Regions from separate parts of the Mus musculus genome. Here region 1 is linked to region 2. A link is a contact called in public promoter capture Hi-C data. All regions are on one chromosome and are shown on one strand. The core of a region is the stretch at or near the end of the contact, and the rest is flanking DNA. Distances in the headings are between cores, read along the strand shown.

The links. Promoter capture Hi-C pulls out the DNA fragments that hold promoters and counts their contacts.
Region 1: a promoter capture Hi-C map of 3T3-L1-derived adipocytes shows a contact between it and region 2, with 12 times the contacts expected there. The contact joins the enhancer-like site here to the promoter of 4930430F08Rik in region 2. A contact is called at or near these places in 5 of 39 promoter capture datasets (the 3T3-L1 cell line, 3T3-L1-derived adipocytes, cranial neural crest and 2 more) and 1 of 115 datasets of contacts at active chromatin or transcription factors (astrocytes).

What each region holds. Positions count from the first base shown.
Region 1 is chr10:102,873,872-102,880,837 of GRCm38.p6, reverse strand. No RefSeq gene overlaps it. Among named protein-coding and RNA genes, the nearest start is that of Alx1, 150 kb to the left of the region's middle. Within about 2 kb of position 2,522, at least 19 of the 459 cell types and tissues checked have an H3K27ac peak or open chromatin away from gene starts, as enhancers often do.
Region 2 is chr10:100,585,407-100,592,283 of GRCm38.p6, reverse strand. 4930430F08Rik (RIKEN cDNA 4930430F08 gene) reads left to right here and starts at 3,025. Exons shown (of 7, transcript NM_175128.2): 1 at 3,025-3,257; 2 at 5,976-6,093. The coding sequence starts at 3,168. It also overlaps a transcript of 1700017N19Rik not described here.

The DNA.
Region 1 (6,966 bases), core at 1,273-3,772, 2.3 Mb before region 2:
TACGTTTGTGCAAATGAAGAAAACATAGCAGCTAGGAAATGAAATGATTTTTGCAGGTCTTGAAATTAGGAGACATCATGAAGGAACTCCAAGTCAAACCCTTTCCCGTATATGAATTGTTCTTTGCTAAGCAATGTTTTAGAATTATGTGGGTGTTCAGTTCCTAATGTCTTTTGCATCGTCTCTTCCTTACAAGTTTAAATAACAGTGACTGTTCCCTTTAGGGTTGTCATATAATACAGCTTTGCACATATATTGTGCTTCTGATACAAAGAGTCCTATGCCCACTGATAAAATCCAAACTGCTTTTTTTTTTTTTTTTTTTTTTTTTTTGTTGCAAAGCTCAAAATAGTCTGGACACATGATACCAGGACTGATCGTTGCTACCCATTTAAGTTACGTATTAAGTCTAAATTTAATCAAGGCCACATTTTATTTATACATTTCATGCATTAAACTCATTTAAACTTTTAGTCAGATTGCATTAGAAGAAATACCCCCGTGTACATCACGCAGCAGCAAAGCTAGTGTTGTGTGCTCCAGGAATTTGAAAGGAGCTAGAGATCGGGAGTCTGATTTCAACCTTTCTTTTTCTTTCTCTTCCCCTGTGCTTGCAGCAGGTCTGTTGTGGGGCACACAGTTTGTTTCCTAACATCACTAATATAGTCAGCATGCTATGTACAAATGTGTAAACACAGACATTCCCTGTAATCAGGGAGGTTGGTATCTTAAGGCAAGATTATGTTTTTTTTAGGAAATGCAATTTATGTTCAGGATTGGATTTCGTTTGCAGACTGATAACGTCTGGGGTTCAAGAGGATGATAATAGCATTGTATTTTAACAGCCTGCCTGGCATCTGAGACCTCCAGCCTTCTTAGGCAGTTGTGTCTTATGATCTCAAGTTAAAAGATGTTAATTCTTCCTTTCTTTGAATGATGGCCAGCATGAGTGATATGAAAATTATTTAAACCTATAAAATCTGTAGCGCGAATAAGCCACATAGTCGAATGCAAGGAAATACAGAGAGACATGGGAAAAAAATATGCAGGGACACCAGGACTAACATCCATCTTCACAAGTCAGGAAATTAAAATTTATGTCTGGAACTCTGGTACCCTTGAGGTTGAGGTTGTTGGGTGGGGACCGTGTTAGACACGATCCTTAGACTATAATCATTTTAGTCTGGTTAAGGCATTGCCCTAATATTATAAGACAAGTTAAATATATGATAAATATTCGTCCTCCTTTCAAATACAAGTTGAAATAAATCCACCCAAATACCACTTGGTATTATAGCTTTCTCTATAAATCAATCCATTCACTTAAAAAAAAAAACAAAAACAAAAACACAAAACAAAACAAAACAAAAAAGAAAACTGCTGCATGTCTTTTCCAGAGCCTTAAAAATAAATGTTAAATGTTTTTGCAAGTTTAATCATCAGTTTCCATGGCCAAAGCGCAGGTTTCCCCCAATATTAAATTCACTGGATCATTTTTACTACTCTTTGTCTTTCTCCTTCCCATTCCTTCTTCTCTTCTTCCTTCTTCTGATCTTTCGGTTTCTTTTTAAAATGTTAAGCCAGGAAAGTTGAGAGCTGAGGGCCCAGCAGCTCCTCTAAGCAGTGGATACATGTATCAGGTAAAAAAAGAAGTAAAGCTTTCTTCAGCTGAGTCTCTTCGAGTTCAAATAAATTTTAAAAAAAGTCCCTAATGAATTGAGTACCGAGAACTTTTCTTAGTGCCTCGGAGTCCTTTTTAAGCCTGGTAATAGGTACTGTGAGCGGGGAGACCAGACCACAGAAACCTCAACCTGCCTGGGTTGTGCTTGGAGCGCTGCAGCAACATTGACCGGAGCAAGCGGAGCTTAAGATCATTTGCTCAAACATATTTTCTAAACAACACGTGTGTCAATTCGAAGGACAGGTCTGGAACATGCGGTCTTGACCTGATTTTACAGCATCGGGACGCTGTATGGCATTATAATCATCGAATGTTTAGCTGTGCCCTTATAGGCACAAGTTTGTGCACAAACATTATATCTCATGATTCTTCCAAAACACTTGGAAAAAATAGTGTAGTTTTTTGTTTGTTTGTTTGTTTGTTTTTTAATAATCTTTTATTGTGGTCCTCTGCTTGCTCTACCTCAACTAAAATGATATTCGGTGCTATTAAGACTATTTATTTAATGAGAATGTTTCCGTTTGGCATGTACCATAACGAGTACGGATTTTTTTTTTTTTTTTTTTTTGTTGCTGCTGTTGCTGCTCATTAAGTGTTTCTGACAAAGAGCTAAAGTATTGGGAATCAGAAGCTGAACTGGAGACAGTTCACATCACTTTAGCTGCAGTCTTGTTGTCTTAACTGGGGAGTAAAATATTAGCCCTGCCTAACCTACCTTTTCCATTAGGTGTAAAAAACACTCTCTACAAGTGGAGAATATGAAAGCCAGCTCTCGACTGATTGCTTGCATGTTATTCCTATGCACGCCCATTGTCATAAGCTGGCGCTGGGCGAGCCCCTGATTCTAACCATATGCTGTAGGCAGAAAAGCTTGGAGGAGTTTCCTCTAGGGTGCCAGCACCAAGTCCTGCTGGATCCCCAGGCTCCGGGAGAAAATGAAAACTGCAAGTTCTCCCGTGATGAGATTTCATCCAGATGGTCCGTGAGTTTATATATTAAATAATGAATTCTGGACGTTTAAGTAGTGTCTTTAAATTGTAAAGTCCATATAAATTTGTCCACTGGAGGGCGCACGAAGGCCATAATACTGAAGCCAACTCTCAGGCCGGAAACTGAAAATCTAATTTAAAATATATCACTTGAGTGGATTAATTCATAACTACTGTAATTCTAATAAGATTACTAATTTATAGTGTCAAACGACATTCAGACCTCTGCTCTGGCTTTCTCTTAAGCAGCCTGCTGAGCTGTTGAAAAATAATTCAACATTCGGGAACGTAAAGAAACTTAAGGTACACAGCTAATAATCTGGAATTCAAAAAAATAAAGACTAAAATTATTTTTTTGAATGTGTGTATTGACTCCAATTGTCAGGACAATTTCTGTGCAACAAAGCAGAATAGGTATATTACGTCAGCCAATTACCTACAACACAGCATGACTCACTCTATGAACTTCAATTTAAAAAAAGAAAGATGAATCTCTGTTGGAAGGCATTGAGACTAAATACGCATTACTTTGTGTCTAACGAATAAACATCATTAATGTGATCTACAAGGCAATGCCTTTGTGAAGTTTTATTTACCCTAAGAAAGTGCCTGTGCGTGTATGCTCAAACAATTCATAGAATACTCATAGAATACTCATCAATGAATTTGAGGCTTATATTCACTTTATTTTATTGGAGATCTTTCAAAGGGAATCTCAGTATGGAATGTTAGTTCACATCAGTATTGCCTTTTCTTGCTCTGTTTGATTTTTGAGACAGGATATGTTTTCGGGGGAGATGTGGCTGCTCTGGAACTCACTCTGTAGACCAGACTAGCCTTGAACTCAGAAATCTGCCTGCCGCTGCCTCCCAAGTGCTAGGATTAAATGACTGAGCCTTGTAAGCCTAAACTCATCATTGTCTTTTGGAGGTCTGGCTTTCTTACATTGGGGAACTCTGATTTGGAGAAACCTGCTGTTCTTTACTTTGTCTAATGAACCGTGCTGATCACCCAGGAGACAGAGCACTGTGAGGTCTTTCTCTATTGGTTTAACAATTTCATTACATTTCTGTAATGGAGTCCTGTGATTGTTTTACTCTCTCTCTTGCTCTACAAATGGAGGCTGGAACTGTACAGCGCTTTCAGGTAGAAAAGACCTCCTTAAGACAGAAAGGGGGCTTTCAGGTAGACATGTGTTGGCAGTAAAGAAGTAATTAGTCTTTTGCAATTAACAGGTCATCAGTCTGAGTAAAATGACTGGTGCAGCCAGAATGCACTACTAGCTATTGTTGTCATTGTGAAGACAGAATCCCTAATGCTGATGTTGTTTGGGTTTACCAAAAACAGCTCTAAAGCTGAAACTGATAAATGCAACCACTGTTTCTTTCTTATTGGCTTCATTAATTTTTTGAGAATTTCACACACGAGAACTGTCTTTACAGTACTCTTCCCCTGCCCTGTTCCTTCTGTGTCACTCCTACATCTTCTAAAGTTCATGGATATATCCATATCTATCTATATCTATGTCTACATCTACATCTACACCATCTCTATGTCTATATTTATATCTATATGTGTGTGTCTGTGTATGTCTGTGTGTGTCTTTGTGTGCCTGTGTATTCAGTAGTAGGCTATCTTCTAAAGTTCAAAGCATCCTCAAAGACAACAAAGATGAAAAGAGAGACAGAGAGTTATGATCCACGCAGATGGAAAAGTATTTTTGGCAGAATTCCCTTCTAATACCTCTCAAATTACACAACATAACATGTTTAATAAATTGAAATAATTATTTGCGAAATAGTTTTTGAAAAACTTAAAACAAATTTTAAATCATCACAACGACAAACATGGAAACAAACCAAACCCCATGATATCCGGTGGGGTTTAAACTTTTGCCTCCTCAGCATTGTATAATGCTTCTCTTAAGGCGGTAAAAAAGTAATGATATTTTCTAATGTAATGAAATTTTCTAAATAATTTGATTAAGACAATGGCATCTAACTACTTCAATAATAATTAGGTATGGTAATTGGGTGAGTAAATTTAAATGACACGAAGAGAGTTAGCAGAAACAGTAAAATGAATAATGCAAGTTTTTCACTATTGCAGTGTGTTGGCTGTGAAATGAGGGGGGTTTGAATCTCCCAAACTCAGTAACAGTAGATAAAAATCATGTAAAATTTGAAAATGAGCTCTCTAGTGAGGTGGCCTCCAGTGCCATTTCTTAGTTTTATTTGCTGAGGCGGGAAAGAACATAAATTTGGGTGGATATGGAGCTGTGGAGGATCTGGAAGGAGTTGGGATGGGGAAAACACGATCAAAATACACAGTGTGAGAAATTGTGATAATTAAATGCAGAAATGTCTGTACTCATTTTTGAGTATGCATCTCCCTCCTTGTTCTGTCTCCCCGTTCATTTTTATAAAGATATATTCTACGGAACAAGAATTTTCAGCGTTAGTGTATTTCTAAGTATCTAATTTTCCTCTTTCAGGCCATCACGAGACCAGGAAATATGTGCCCAGATATTTCTAAAAGAGTTCATTTGTCTTTCATGTCTTACCCCATTGTGAAGTAGCACTGGCCTTGCTGGGATTCTAAGGCATGCTAGCTAACAATGTCAAGTTTGCTCGGTCATAATATTAAAAGAACAATGTTCTTGGTGCCTCTTAAGTGGGAGTAGGGGAACGTTTAAGAAGTAAAACTTAATTATCTGTAGTTAAATTTAAAAATTTTTGTTATTTGATCTAAATATGCCTAAAGCACAATCCAGTGGATCTTTACAGCTACAAGTGAATTGTTTGGTGAAACAACTCTTGCTTTTAGTGGTGAGAGTGTCTTTTTATGACTTCAGTATATTCTGTGAACACTTTTGCTTTATAGAACAAACTTTTCTGACTTGAGGAAGACTGGGGCACATGTTTTCTTCTCAGTACTTCTTGGTCCTGGTGTGATTTCATCTTTCCTTGTTTTTTTTTTTTTTTTTTTTTTTTTTTTTTTTTTTTGTTGTTGTTGTTTTTTTGTTTTTTGGTTTTTGGGTTTTTTTTTTGTTTTTTTTTTCCTATAAAGAAAAATGGTATGAATGACAAAGAAAAATGTAATCAGTAAAATGCTCTGTGAACTTTAGGACTTGTATGAGTTCTTGAGTTTCTGTGCTGTTGAAAGTCCTTTAGAGTTCTCTCCAGTTCTTAAATACTTTTGCCAGCTTATTTGAATATAATAAAATTTAATTTGCAGGCCTAATGTAGTTCATTGTTCTTGTTGGCATCCTTTAAAGGCTCTTTAGAGTCTCTATTCACCTTGATTTTGTTGACATCCTCTAAACAGTCTCTGTACTCATTTCAAACTCTGACTACTAGGGAAAAATCGAATCTAATAGGTAGTAGGTGTCCCAACTCTTCTACCAGCTTCCCTTAGTTCTCATGTCCCCTCTAGCCTTCCTTCATCCCATCCACCTGCCTATTTGTTACTGTTCTCCGAAGAGAAAATCCAAATTGGATAGGTAATTATAAGAGCTAAACATAATCATGAAATGCATGCTACAAATTGGGGATTCAGGAATCCAAGAGTGGATCAGTCCAAAGCTGCAGGTCTGAGAAGCAGAGGAGCTGACAGTCAGTCTGTTGGTCCAGAGACAAAGGCATGAGAACCCAGAAGGATTTTGAAGAAATAAATCTCTAGTTCAAAGGTCCTGGATTTCAGAATTCTATTGTCAAAGGTTGGGAGGAAGAATGTGTCAGCTTCAGGACAGTGGGGATTCGATTCGACATGTATTTGCAGGGGAGAATATAGATTGTGATCCTTCATAATGAGTAACCATTAAAAACTGTCATAAAATAATTTGTGATATAGTTTGTCAAGAACTACCCTCAGTTTTACAGTTGGCACTTTAGCCTGACACAAGGTTACAGCTGTTGATTGGAAATTATATATATATAATTGAGATTATATATATATATATAATATATATATATGACTGGAGACTGAGAGGCATTGCTTAACAGGAGCATCAGCATACCTCTCTCAGATCTTCAAGAGGTGATGCACTGCAGTCCATTCCACTCCTGGAAAGACACTGGTTTGCCTTCTAGAGAGGAGTTCCAAGCTGAGAAAGCTAGGATCTATTATTCCGGACAATGACTAGACCACCATGCAGTCTAGGGAGTGGCAGCAAAGGTCTCTGTGGGTGCTGTTGGCTAAACAAATATTCTGGAAAGGCTTGCTCAGAATAAGAAACTCCTTCTTTTTCTGCAAAAGTGGGAGATTTAATGGAGAATTATTTCTTGATGAGTGCGT
Region 2 (6,877 bases), core at 1,776-4,275:
GATTATTTCCCCTATCCAATATTTATCAAATATAGTAAGCACTACTTGTAGATATTACACTGTGTTTTATCTTCCAGTGTTCTGATTAAAGAAATATAACTTCATGTTTTCAAAATTAAAATTGGGTAAGTATTTTATAAGAAAGTTGTTATTTCTATATGTGGTTTGGAAATAGAACTAAGCTAACTATGCTACACACACACACACACACACACACACACACACACACACACACAGTACAAGAAAATAGATACAATTGATTAATTATGATACAATTGATTATTTATGTACCTGGTGCCATACACTGACTTAGGAAATATCACATGCAGATTTTAACACAGTAATATTCATTAAAATAAGTAGGGGTACCTATTCATCCGGTGGCTTTATTACATTTTCATCCATCCTGAAAAGAGAATTCGTGTCATCCAATAGCAAATGCTTTATTTCCAGAGTGCTCAAAAATTTGTAGAATTTGTGGAAAACCATGGGAAGTCCTCTGATTCCCAGACCAAGACATTTTAATGAGCAGTTTTGAAAATCTTCATGCACCTTTCCTATATTAATCAGAACCTAGTATAAGTGAGGAATATTCATCACAGGGCACCTAGGGTTTGACTGGAGACAACTGAACACATTGGATCAAAGCATGTTTTGAAATACTTCAAACTTTGGATTGAAATCTCAACGGATCAAGACAAACACCGATTTCCACTTTAAGTAAAATGGTAAATTGTCATGAATTTTTTGAATCCATAGTATAGAGTATTAATCTTGGAAATAAAACTAAATTTAGAAAAAAGATGGTTTGCTTATAATTAATAGGATGGAGGCAGTGTTAAAAGTAAAGGAGCAGATGAAGATTCGTCACCGCCCTTGAAAATGTTGATAAATACGTAAACATAAGCCTTGCCCTTCGGTTAGCCCTTTTTCTCTTCAGCTCTGCAACAGCAAAGTGCCCATCTTAACAGGCAAGTGGGAGAAACAGCTCTAAGAAGAGGGGCTCATCCAGTCTCCTCCAGATGAGTTCCCTGATGAAGGGCAGAGTTTCAAACCTAGTTAAGTGATTTCACACTGGAAAAGATCTGAAAAGTGCTGATACCTCTTGACAGCTGACAGCATGGCAAAATCAGCCCTCCGAATGAATAAATAAATAAATAATAAAAATTTTAAAAATTCCTTCATTGTGTAACTTTTGTTAATCCTAGAATACCCCAAACTCTTCCTTTTCCTCTTTTAGGTTCGTTCCTTTTCCTATCACTTCTTTTTATTTCCCACTCTCACCCCATGTCCTGTTGCAGATTTCATTTTAGTCTTCTACAGAAAGCTATGATTCTACTTGAGAGGATTTTTTTTTTGACTCCCTGTAATGAAAAGTGATAGGAAATGTGTCTTCGAAAACAGACCCAGAAATTCTGTCTTATGCTGGTCAGGATAGATTCACATGGAGTTTCTTCTTGGTGTGTGCTAGCTTAATAACATATCAGAGAAGAAGAAGAAAAAAAAGTCTTTTTCAATTTATTCTGTAGCACTCCTCTAAGGGCAGGGGTGGGTGGGGCTCTACCAGCTCTGTATGGGAATCAGGGGAAGCTAAAGGCTGGCATCCATTAGACTAGAAGCACAGTTTACATCTATAACCTGATCTTGTGATGTTTTCCTGCTGTGGACTCTTCTGTTCCTGTTGGAAACCTTTCTCCAGGCATTTAAGAAGCCAAAATATAGCTGTTGGTCCTTCCAGAGAGAGACTTAGAGCAAGTGGAATGTTTTTGGAAGATTATCTTTTCTAAGAAATGGCAGAATGTTGGATCTAGAATATTCTGTGGCAGTTTGGGAAATGACAGTTGAGAGCTTTCAAAGGTCATTTAATTGTCTGAAACCTACAAGATGGGCTGTTGCTTAGGATTCCTCTAGAGCCTCAAAGAAGGTACCAACACTTGACTTTAAAAGGCTAAAACGTTTCTAGTTTCAATACAACCCAGCCAGAAACTTGTAACTTGTAGGTCCTCTCTCCCTACACCAACCCCTTTGTTTTGTGTAAAATTGTGTGTGTTTAGGTATATTTCCCTCCCTCCCTCCCTCCCTCCCTCCCTCCCTCCCTCCTTCCCTCCCGAGTCAGTAAACACAAAACTGTAAACTTGTTTTTAAGAACATTTTATTCTTTGAGAGTCCCCTGACATATACATGCTTTCAAGTGAGACAAGGTTATTTGATTTTTTTTTTCAAGAACTAAGTAAGTAAAACGCTAGGCAGTAGGATACCTGCTGATTAAACATTTATAAAAATATTAATTGGAATTATAAAACAATTGTGGAAACATAAATTGGCTTCTTCAATTACCTAAGATAGTAAGGGCAAAAATCTCCCTGTGATTTCAGGTTTTAATGAGATAGGTCTACTACTAGAATATATTTTTTATTCAAGCATCAATTTTATTATTTCCTTGTAATGTCCTTTTAGACAGTAAGTCAAATGAAGCTGTTTCAAGTCTTTTGTTGGATTCCCAAGAAAAACTCGACAGAGATTTTTGTTATTTCTATGTTTTTGAACTTGTTTAATTTTTACTCTCATTGGAAAGGTTATCAAAAAACAAACTGTACACTGCGTGGTGATTAATTCAAACAAATTCAGTTTTGTTCATTGTAAGGTTTGTTTGTTTGAATGTTTTTCCTGGGAAGTCAGTTTTTCTGTCAGAACATTAGGGAATGTCTGAAAGTATTTTCTAAACTTCTCTGGGTTTCCAATCCCTTACATTTGATAGAAAATAAGCAGGTAAGAGAGTTTCATTAGAAACATGCTAAAATGCATCCTAAAGTGATTTATTACTTATAACTTAACATTAATTCCCGAAAACATCATCGATACTAAGTAGTGGCCAAGTATACAACATCGGGTAACGGTTCTTTTATTTTTATTTTTAATTGGACATCAAAACACAGGGGAATCACGCATGTGGAGGCGCATGCTCTGTAGCCTCGCGGTCGCACTACAATTCCCAGAATGCACCGCGACTAGGCGGTCGCTTCCGGTAGTGAGTCCCCGCCTCTCTCCGGAGTGGACCTTGGTGGTGCAGTTAGGATCTTCTGGCTGGTGTTTGGATTCTAGCTCATTTCTGCAGACTTCCTCCGCCCGGGGCCCAGCGCAGTGGAGACAGGTTGCGCGTGGGCAACATGAAGCGCCTGGGCTCGGTGCAGCGGAAGATGCCGTGTGTGTTTGTGACGGAGGTGAAAGCTGAGCCTTCAGCCAAGCGGGAGCATCAGGTACCCGGCGGCGAGTGCTGCTGGGCGGCTCCTCCAGTGCTGCGCTGCTGCCCCGGAGCCCAGCACGTTTTACCCGGGAGGTCTGGGTGAAGTTCCCATTTCCCCTGACCTCCAGCTTCTTGTATCTTCTTAGTTGCAAGGAGTGTGGGAGAGTCCTTTGTAAATTGTATCCTCCCCGATCAGGTGATTCAAACGTGTTCTGGCAGATTTGAAAACCTACTTGGTCATCTTCCCTTAACAGCACTGGAATAATGAGATATCATGGTAGTCTAACATGGAACTACTGTCAAAAGTCTGATGAGAAGGCATTGTTTACCTGTTGTGTGCTAGGCACCTATGGCATTGCTGACAGCTAGCCTAACTAGGTCACGCAAATCAGACCTCGTGTAATTTCTTGCTTAATTTGAGTTCTCATCCGAAGGTGTACTAGTCGTATTGCTACGTGTTTTACACATAGTGAGCCTTTAGTGAAAGTAAGAGAATGAATATATAGATAGCTTATATCAGTATGGTTCTTTGATATGTAGCAGTTCTTAACTTCTCACTCAGGATCTGCATGTGCATCTGAAGTGACTTTTCAACATTACCGCTGAACCTTTGGCCCTCTGGTCTTTTTATTTTTTTATTTTTTGTAATTAGCGTACAAAGAGGTTTCCTCGTGTCATTTTCTTAATAATTTAGGTTGTCCCCTCTCCCCTTCAACAAACTTCACAAGCTCCCTGTAATCTCCAAATCTCCAGCTCGCTCCCCCACCCCCCACTCCCGCTACCATTTTGGTGCTCTATCACTCTCCCATCACCTTTAGAGCCTGACTCTTAACACAGATGAACAGATAAACTCTGGGCTGGGGCAATATGGGAGACTCCATTAGAGGGGGGCTTCTTCTCTGACCTTGTTGGGGAATTCTAAGCCCTCACATAGCCTGCAGCCTCAATTAGCACACAGGACCATTCTCTTTCTAATGGAAAGAACAGCACTTGAGATTCCTTAAAAGCTTCTTCCCTAATGAGGCATTTTGGTAACCTAAACCCTCAGCCAATGAATGACCTTTCTGCCCATCCCACCCTCAGACACTCAAAACATAAGCCTTGAATCACCCAAAGTAATATGCCTCCTGATAGTTGGTCGCCGTGTGGGTATTCACAGTATACATTCACAGGGCTTCCGAATCCTCTTGCACCCACTACGCGACCTCTGCCATCTCTGTTCGCTTGTGGACCATATTGGTCTCTGATCCAAGAGACTGGGGAGACCCACAGGTTAGTAGCTCAGGATAAACCCCAGAGTATTGCACATGCTAGATGAGAAATGCTTCCCCGTGCCCGTTGAGCTCCATCCCTGTCCTGTAAGATGCTCTGTGACTTGAAGGTCTTATGCAGATCATCATGTAAGACCATCACAGCTGACATGCTGACCAGAGATGACATGCTAAGAGAAGAGAAATGTGATGTTTGATCATGTTGTTGAGGAGATCAGTCATGAAAAGGGTGCATTCATGAAGCATTTTGACTTTGGCTTTTTAAAGAAATTGTCAATTTTAGGAACTGCTGGTTTTGTTTTGTTTTGGAGGAACATTGAAAGGAAGACTAGAATTACCCCAGAAAGTTCTTAGTGATACATATCTCTATGATGAGATCATACATCTTGTTCTTACTTCTATATATTCTAACATGTTTCTATGGTAAGCGTGTGGATTTCAGCTTTGCAAGGAAGTCTTAAAAATGGAAAGTAGGAGCCATGTTTTTATCATTTTCTGAAAATATGGCCTGAGACAGAGGCCATCTCTGCTAGACCCCCACTACAACTGAGAGCCAAGTGTGATTTGAAAAAATGAATTTTGTAAATATCTCATTATATTAATGACTCCAAGACTTAATCTTGGAGTGTGGGGAATCATGACTGGTAAATACACTGGTTGAACCAGAACAGCCTCTGGAATTAAGCAAGCATGAGATCTAACTTTACCTGTACTTTGTTCCAAACACACCCAAACACGTGTACGGACTTGCATTCTACAGATGTGAGAATGTCCTGACTGTGGGCCTTTTCTTCCCATCTATCAGGCCTGATGTTTCTCCACAGAGGACTCCCTGAGCCGTTCTCCTATCCCTTTTCCTCTTTGGTACTTCTCGGTGTTGTAGCCCACCAAAGCTGAGCACTTCTTTATCCGTCTCTGTATTCCCAGTGTCAAGAATAGTGTTTATTGTAGATAATGCATGGTCACAAAGAATAGGATCGTGCACCTTGAACCTGTGCTGAGGATGCAACACAGAGTAAGGCATGTCTCCCGGCTTCATTGTGGTGGGTGAGATGCACGCCAATACCCAACAGTCTGTCTAGAAGTCGAATTTTACTGTGATCACATTTTTAAACAAAAAGGGTAGGTGAGCTGGTGTGGTAGAACAGGAAGGGGGTCCCAGAACTACAGCCTAAAGCAAACGGGTCAGGATATTAAGGGCAGTCTGGGCTGCAGAGTGACACAGTCCTAAAAAAGAATTAAAACAAAAACAAAACAAAACAAAACCAAAAACCAGAAACTAAAACAAAACAAAAAAGCAAATAATTCAGGAAACTTCATAAATGACTTCAACCTTTCTTACAGAATGGAAAGACAGACCGACCTTTAGAACTGATGAAACTAGGCACAGTTCAGGTGAGCCTATGTGTGAAGGCAGAGGCTGTGTATCTTACACCCGTTTTTCTCTCTCTTCTTTTAAGCCATTTAAAGTTTTGGCAACTGAAACTCTAAGTGAAAAGGCGTTAGATGCAGACGTGTACAATGCGGTTGCAACAGAAAAAGTGGATGGAACATGCTGCTATGTTACTAACTACAAAGGTAAAATCCAACTGGCATGTTTACTCAAAGTACTGTTGTATAAATCTGCACCATCTGAGCTGGGTATTGACTCTTAACTCTTGCAAACCTAACTATCTTAGTGAGTAAAATAAATCAGTGGATTTGTTTCCTTTTCTTGGGGAAAGAAAAGACATGTGACTACCATTAACTTGTTACCATGAAAGGCCAGGTAGCCCGACAGATAGGTGTTACATGGTCCCTCATTTGCATAATAAGCCTTTCTATATCAAGAATGAGGAAACTGAGTCTCAGCGGGGTTCAGTAATGCCAGGTAATGAATGGCCGCACAGTAATGGAACCTGGCTTTGTCCACCTCGGAAGCTTGTCACTGCAGTGTCCCAGTGCAGTGTCCAGTGCTTTCATTCCCACTGGCCAGGTCTCTGATCAGGGACATACTCTAGAAAGAAAGTTCACAGTGATGATATTTAGGGAGAGCCATTATTTGTAATTACTAAATGACGGTGAGATTAACTCTCAGTTCCAAGGACAAAAATAGGTAGATGAGCTAGATGTAGTCCTTGGTGTCAAGGAATGTTCTGAAATGCACTTTAAAACTTTTTTTCTACTGTGATAAGATACACAGAAAGATTTACCATCGGAACTATACTTTAAATGGTGTGTCACACTGGCATTAAGGACATTCACATGATCTTACCATCCCCACTACTCACCTGCAGAATACTCCATCTTCCAGAACTTCAACTGCTTGCTGGGAACTCCCTCATCCACCTCCCCTCTCCACAGAGCCCAACCCTCAGCCTCT